2 separate regions of the Mus musculus genome follow, and region 1 is linked to region 2. Evidence: chromatin contacts called from public HiChIP or PLAC-seq data. All regions are on one chromosome and are shown on one strand. Each heading gives the region's core, a stretch centred on a gene start, on an enhancer-like site or on the middle of the called end of the contact. The rest is flanking DNA. Distances are from core to core; before and after follow the strand shown. Region 1 overlaps Dock11 (dedicator of cytokinesis 11). Region 2 holds the start of Dock11 (dedicator of cytokinesis 11).

Region 1 (3,350 bases), core at 414-2,913, 64 kb before region 2:
CTCTTGTCTCCAAGGAAAAGGGGGGAGCATGAGTCACGGTAAGTCTCACAAGTATAATGGTGTAAGGATGCAAAGATAGAAGGAACAGTAAAGAAGAAAACCCCAAAACATTATGAGAAAACTAACTGACACTTAGTTAAACTAGGATGGCAAAAGCATTGTCTTTCTGGAGACCCCCTTCCAGAAAGCTGGCACCCTATAACTCATCTCTTTCCGTATCATCATACACTCCTGTCCCATTTTAATAGATTTCATAATTCTACGCTATGGGAAACTGGGTTCAAAATAAAGTAATTTTTTCTCTTTTCCTGAATAATTCTATCATAGCTGAGCACTGGAGATTTTTAAGATGAATCTGAAGCAAACCATGAAAGAAGGCAGCTACAATCCTCCCTTGTCATTGTGGACACATTATTTTCTCATACTTATTTCAATGGTGGTCTTGCTCAACTTCTTGCTATCCTCGCCTCCTGTTTCTTCCTCCTTCTCCTTTCCTCCCTCCCTCCCTCCCTCCCTCCCTCCCTCCCTCCCTCCCTCCCTCCCTCCCTTCCTTCTTTCCTTCCTTCCTTCCTTCCTTCCTTTTCTTCCTTGGAGACAGACTCTCCCTCTACAGCCTAGACTAGCCTCAATCTCACGGTGATATTCCTGCTCTAAGGTTCCCAAGTACTGGCCTACAGGCAAGAGCCTACAAACCCAACTTTTTTTTTTTTTTGATGGTGCCATGTTTCTGGCATGATCAGGCTCACATGTCAGATCCTGGCCTCTTATAATCCTCGTACTATAAAATAACAATGACTGGCATGCTTTCCTGCCTTAGTGTCTCTGAGTGATCTGCTCATGTCCACTCACACAGTGCTATGTGCTCATCACTATCTTTATCTCCACATCAGCAAAAGAGAAACTGGCGCATAGGAGGATACTCAGGAATCAATCAACTTAACCTAGCATGGCTACCAGTGCTCATCTAGCACATGATTTTTATATACCATACCCACACTTACTCTCCTTAGGGACTCCCTTCCTTCAAGGCTTGGTTTTATCAGACCCCATGCTCATGGAGTTGGTATTGGGGCACCCATTAAAAAACTATTTTTATGCTGTGTCTCACATCTCCAACGAGGTCCTTAGCCTTAAGGGTCACATGTGATGCTTCTATCTTCCAGGATGTATAATAAAGTAGTCCTTGTATATATGGTGATGAATTTGATGATTCCTAAGAGTGTCTGGCATACAGGAAGCATCAAATAAGTGGAATTTGAGCAGTAGTCAGCAAATGAGTAGAAATTAAACAGAAAAGCAAATTAGTCAGAAACCCCCTGCCTATGATAAACAAGTATTAATCCATTTTGTTTACTGTAAGGTGCAGTCTAGTAAATTGGAGCATTCAAATGGAGTAGCAAATCAAAGTAATAGATCTTATCCCTCTTTTGTTCCAATACACACAGTGACCTTGAACTCCTAGCAATTACTTTCATATTGGATGTGCTTTCTTGGATGAAATCCTCTTTTGATTTGCTGCTTTCTCCCTAGCAAGAAGAGAATTATCCTTCAGCAGTCAAAGAGTAATAAAGACTTCTGGGCTCTGGATGTATAACAAATGGCTCTCTTTTGTAGGGAAAAAAAAAAAAAAAAGGAAGGGCACCCGAAGTGAGTCATACATCAGACAGTTGAACTTGCAACCCCGATAACACAGCAAGGCACTTCAACATTTAATTGCTGAGAATGGGGAGTAGAAAGCCTAAGGAATGTGATCAAAACTGAGCCAAGAAAATGCACAAAGGTGGGTGTCCCAAGGCTTAGCCAAGAATATGCAACTCTTTTAAACTAAAAACCACCCTCAAGATCAAATTTTTTCCTTATTCCATATATCATTATGCTTCTTAGGAAAAATAGTTCTAAATACCAGGGGAAGGCCATGCCCGATAGCGCAGCTATCTAGTCCACATTAATTTTACTCAGTGATAGGGAACAAGTTGAATAAAGCAGATGTCTCTAGCAGCTACTTAAGAAAGATAATCCAACCAAATAGGCTTCTCTTGGGACTGCAGTTTCTGCCTAAGTGATCATAGATTCTCTATGATTATCTTCAGCTTCTCTCCAGTTCTTTTCCAGGAATTGAAATGGGGTGGTTTCTCACTAGCTAGAAAGCACAAACTGAGGAAATTGCTCACTGTAATAAAGCGTGTCCTGTCTTAACATGACTGCTCACAACAAGGCAATTTACAAGTGCTGGAAATTTAAAAAAAAATTCACTGTCTCCAGACAACAATCAGCGCCTTTGCCTTTGCAAGAGCTGTGTGAGGCCAGCATCCTCCTTAAGGAGAGGAAATGCTTGGGCACTGTGACTCTGTAGAGTGACTGTGTCTCACTGTGAAGCTAGATACATCATTAGCAGCTCTTTCACTGCCTGTATGTCTCCGTGATACTTTGTTGGCAGATAATGAGGTTACCCAGAAAGCACTTTGGGGAAGATAATGACAATTGCAGTGAATGGTATTGACTAAACTTAACTGTTCTGGGCTGGTGCGGGGGAACAATACACTGGGGAAAAAATAATTTTTATTCCAGCATTAAGAACTCAGCAAAGTCTATGTGCCAGCCCTTCTTTTCTGTAGGGTCCATCACAATCAACTTAAACGATGTGACAGAGTTCTGGCAGTTACAACAGGAGGTTTAATTTTTGAAAGTAGTCCAGGCATAATTTGCATTGGCTGCGTTGTTGATATTGCATAAGGCTGCATGGTTGCTTTCTCAAATGATCACAAAAATAACTAGTTTTCTGATTCCTTTTGTAAATCAACTGAACTATGCTGGGTATCTTCTGACCTTTTCGCATTTTCCTCTTATACCTTCATTCATGATTCTCTTATTTGTGACAGCTCAAAGGTCTTAGAAGATCTTTTATCCTAGGGCTTGGGACAAAGAGACAAGTGGATCTCTGAGTTTGAAGCCAGCCGGACATACAGTGTGAGTTACAGGACTACACTGAGAAATCCTGTCTCAGGAAAAAAGCAGAAGTTGTTGTGTATAATTACAAACATCCTAAAGAACTGATTCTACATAGCACTGCTCCTGATTTGATTGTATGAAACATCATTTCCCTTTATATTCCAGTCTGGCCTCGAGATCTGTCCACCTGCAGCCATCTTACAAGTGCTGGGATTATAGGCCTGTGCCACCAGGCCCAGCTATTCAAGCAGAATATTTTTTAAGATTCAGAATTTTTTGTTTGTATGGTTTAAAATGAATTTGAAAACTTTTGAATACATAACTTTCCAGAAGAAGCACAATCGCCAGCCTCAAGGGGCTACGCAGGCTGGTGTGAGGCCCCAGCCCATCACGGAGACTCA
Region 2 (3,183 bases), core at 513-3,012:
CTGGCTCCAAATCTGGGTGAAATATACAATAAGCCAAATCCATTAAGACAACATTAAAGGTCTGGGTTTAGCCTCACCAAGCAGCAGGATTAAACTTCAAGGGTCCAGCCATGATAAAGACATTTCTTTAAAGTCCCTTGGCTCTGCACAGTTGCAGCTATTAGAAATCCGATTTTTATCTCAAAGGTACATATTTTACCTTTGATCCTCTTCCAGAATTCCCACTAATGTCAACTTTCCCCACTGTTAGGATCAGGCCCCTTGCCTTGCTTTAATGTTGGTTTTATTGCCGATTCTACAAGATCAACATAAAAATTACAGGGAAAAGCTGCGAGGTTCCCTTCCCAGGATAAGTTGTGCTAACAAAAAGCTCTCTCTTAAGTGCGGAGATTTAAACACAGCGAATGACATGAAATAATATAGGAGTGGAAAGAGACAAAAGCCAGCAAATCTCCTGCAAAACAAAGTAACAAAAAAGCACGCTAATGATTTAGTCCCACTGCTTATTTAAGGTTTGGTCCCTAGTCCAAAAAATTGGCAATGGGAGCCTTTAAAAGCAAAGGAGCAAGTGCCCCTTACCATCCAAGGCTTCCCTCCAGATTTAGACCATCTGAACAGGACTGATGAGGGTGCGCTGGCGTGCGGGGGAGGGGTGGTTCCCCGAGGGGGGTGTCAGAACACTCTCCAATCCCCATCCCCCAGCTCTACCCGCCGCCAAGACATCCCCAATAGTCTACGTAGGCGTCTGGTTCTAGGGTCTTCATCCTTACACAGCAACATCCAGTCCTTCCCACATCCTCTTGCCTCCAATCGCTCACAAGTCTTAAGAACCATCCTCTCCCAGAGGATACAGACTCAAAACCCACTCAGGCGCAGACCCACCCCCGTTGTTTCCAATCCTCTCCCTCTGTCTTAGTTGGCAGTACCCCTCAACACCCATCACCACCCTCCCTCTCCCCAGTAGCAGGAGGAAGTCGCTATGCTTCCTCTGTCCACATCGCCCGCCAGAGCTTGGGCGCCCTGGGCTTTTGGGTGGGGTTTTTTGTGTGTGTAAGTGAGTGTGTGTGTGTGCGCGCGTGTACCCGATGTGTATCCGCACTCAAGTATATCTGTGCTCATCGCATCCTTCCGCCTAGGCTGCCCCAGGTGCCCTCTTAAAGGGATCCGGATCTCCTCGTGCCCTAATCTCCAGCTCTTTGTGCGGGGGTCCGGGGGAGCGGGAGGTGCGATCTGAAGCTTTCAGCCGCCCCCGCTGGGGTGGAGACCCACTCTCCGGCCGCAGCTCTGTGAAACCCGCTGTGCCATTCAGCTTCCAGCCCAGCGCAAGCTGGTGGGGTAGCCAGAGCGCTGTCCCGTGGCGCCTGAGACTCCCACCCCCAGGCAGCCGGTTGCCAGAGCGAAAACTTAAGTAGAACAGAGGAAAAAGAGAGCTCCTAGCGCTCGACCGCAGCTGCGCCCATCCTGCCCGTGGTCTCCAGCGCGCGCGCGGGAAGCCACCGCGCTGCTCCCGGTGTGAGCGAACCCCCCCCCCCCCGGGACTCCCCGTCGCTCGACCACTCACCAGCACCACGGAGCCCCGCACGGCCTCCGACACGCTCTGGCGGAGCTCGGCTGCCGTGCCTGGCTTGCTCAGCCGCTTGGTGAATTTGCGCACTTCGGCCATGGCAGAGGTGGCGGGCAGGTCTCGGCGGGAGCGCTCAGTGCCCCGGGCCCGGGCGGCCGCTGCTGCTGCTGCTGCCTGTGTTTACACGCCGACGGGCCGGCCACATCTCAGCTCGCCGCCCCGCGCCCAGCTCCCGCGGCTCCTCCTCCCGCGCGCCGCTCCTCCCTCTTTCCCTCCTTTTTGCTCTAGCTTTTGCAGGCTCTGGGTCCTGCCGGGCGGCGGCGGCTGCTCCCTCTCACCAAGGGCCCCGACCTGAGTGGCCTAAGAAGGAGGGTGTGTCTCCTGGAGGGGGAGGGAGTGCTGGAGGTGGGGGCGAGGGTCACGCGGGAAGAGGGGGAAGTGGCAAGCACCCGGGCTCCGCCCGCAGCTGATGTTGCTGGTGCAGCCGCATCCGGGAGGCGAGATGAGGCTGCTTCTTTTTCCGAGTGTATGGCGCGGGAGGGGGTCAGAGGTGGGTGATGAAATGTCTCCAAGACTAGGGTGTGCTGGGGCCTCCAGAGACCTCTGCCTCCCTTAAGACTTCAGGAGCAGTGAGGCGGTGGGAAAAATCTCACTTGCCCCCAACCTGCAAGCCCCTGGGTCCCAGGCGGCTAGAGGCTGGGAAACAACATGGAAGCAGCATGCTCCTATTGTGTACTCAGCCTGGTTGGGTCTGCCCTATGTCAAAGGAAGGAAGAGCGGGTTTGCTGCAGGAAAGACTTGTCTGGGTCTGTACCCAACCCCCTTCATTTCCCCACCCAGGCATCCACTTCATAGGGCAACCAGGGGACAGGCTTCTAGAAGTGAGTCTTACCCAGGCAGGGATAGCTGGGTGGTGAGAGACCCCAGAGCCTTTGATGAATTGTGTGGTTCTGCAGTGATTCCAGAAGGAGTGGCCCTAGTGCTCACTGGGAAGGCTTTTGGAGGACCTATCAATCCTCTAGCTTTTACCTGTGCTCTGCAACCATCTCACCCTTTCCTTAATTTCCCCAGAACATCTGACTAGGTGTAAAGCATGCATGCTTAGACACAAACAAGGCCTTAATTCTGAAATGAAAGGCCCCACTTCATTTTTTTTTGTTTTGTTTTAAGTTTGAAATGGCCCATCACCAGGGGTCTAATCCTTTTTGAGGATTTCTACCGGTGCCCAAATGGCACTTTCCACACTTCTCAGGCCTTCAAAGAGCACACAGTCACACACCTACACAAGGACTTTGTTATGGAAACAAGAGCATGGGAATGGACTCCAGGAACCCAGAAAAGACCAAGTCTCCTAGCAGCAAGCCCATTTGGCCACCTTCTCATTGATCCTGATAAGGCACAGATGGAGGGTTCCTCCAGGACCTGGGACATGGAAGGGCTCTAAGGGACAGGCATTATCCTGCATGTTGACCTCACTCTGTGTGTGTGTGTGTGTGTGTGTGTGTGTGTGTGTGTGTGTGTTGGGGGTCGGGGTGGAAACTGTTACCTGCAGGTGGATCAGCACAAATTCATGCTATGTGTTCAATGAATGGTGAATATTTGTGTGTCTGGCTCCTAGT

The links. HiChIP or PLAC-seq counts read pairs in DNA pulled down with a chosen protein or histone mark.
Region 1: a contact with region 2 is called in an H3K4me3 HiChIP or PLAC-seq map of bone marrow-derived macrophages, with 4 times the contacts expected there. The contact joins the enhancer-like site here to the promoter of Dock11 in region 2. A contact is called at or near these places in 10 of 39 promoter capture datasets (the C10 cell line, the HPC-7 cell line, cranial neural crest and 7 more), 10 of 484 Hi-C or Micro-C datasets (LSK cells, the STO cell line, Sertoli cells and 7 more), 13 of 115 datasets of contacts at active chromatin or transcription factors (the 230-238 cell line, the NIH/3T3 cell line, bone marrow-derived dendritic cells and 8 more) and 4 of 9 other capture datasets (adipose tissue, liver, macrophages and 1 more).

The regions. Positions count from the first base shown.
Region 1 is chrX:35,951,199-35,954,548 of GRCm38.p6, reverse strand. The region is part of intron 6 of Dock11 (dedicator of cytokinesis 11); the gene reads right to left. Among named protein-coding and RNA genes, the nearest start is that of Dock11, 64 kb to the right of the region's middle. Within about 2 kb of position 1,663, at least 11 of the 459 cell types and tissues checked have an H3K27ac peak or open chromatin away from gene starts, as enhancers often do. A contact at or near this core is called in the HPC-7 cell line and bone marrow-derived macrophages, where this site is marked.
Region 2 is chrX:35,887,411-35,890,593 of GRCm38.p6, reverse strand. Dock11 (dedicator of cytokinesis 11) reads right to left here and starts at 1,762. Exons shown (of 53, transcript NM_001009947.3): 1 at 1,562-1,762. The coding sequence starts at 1,663.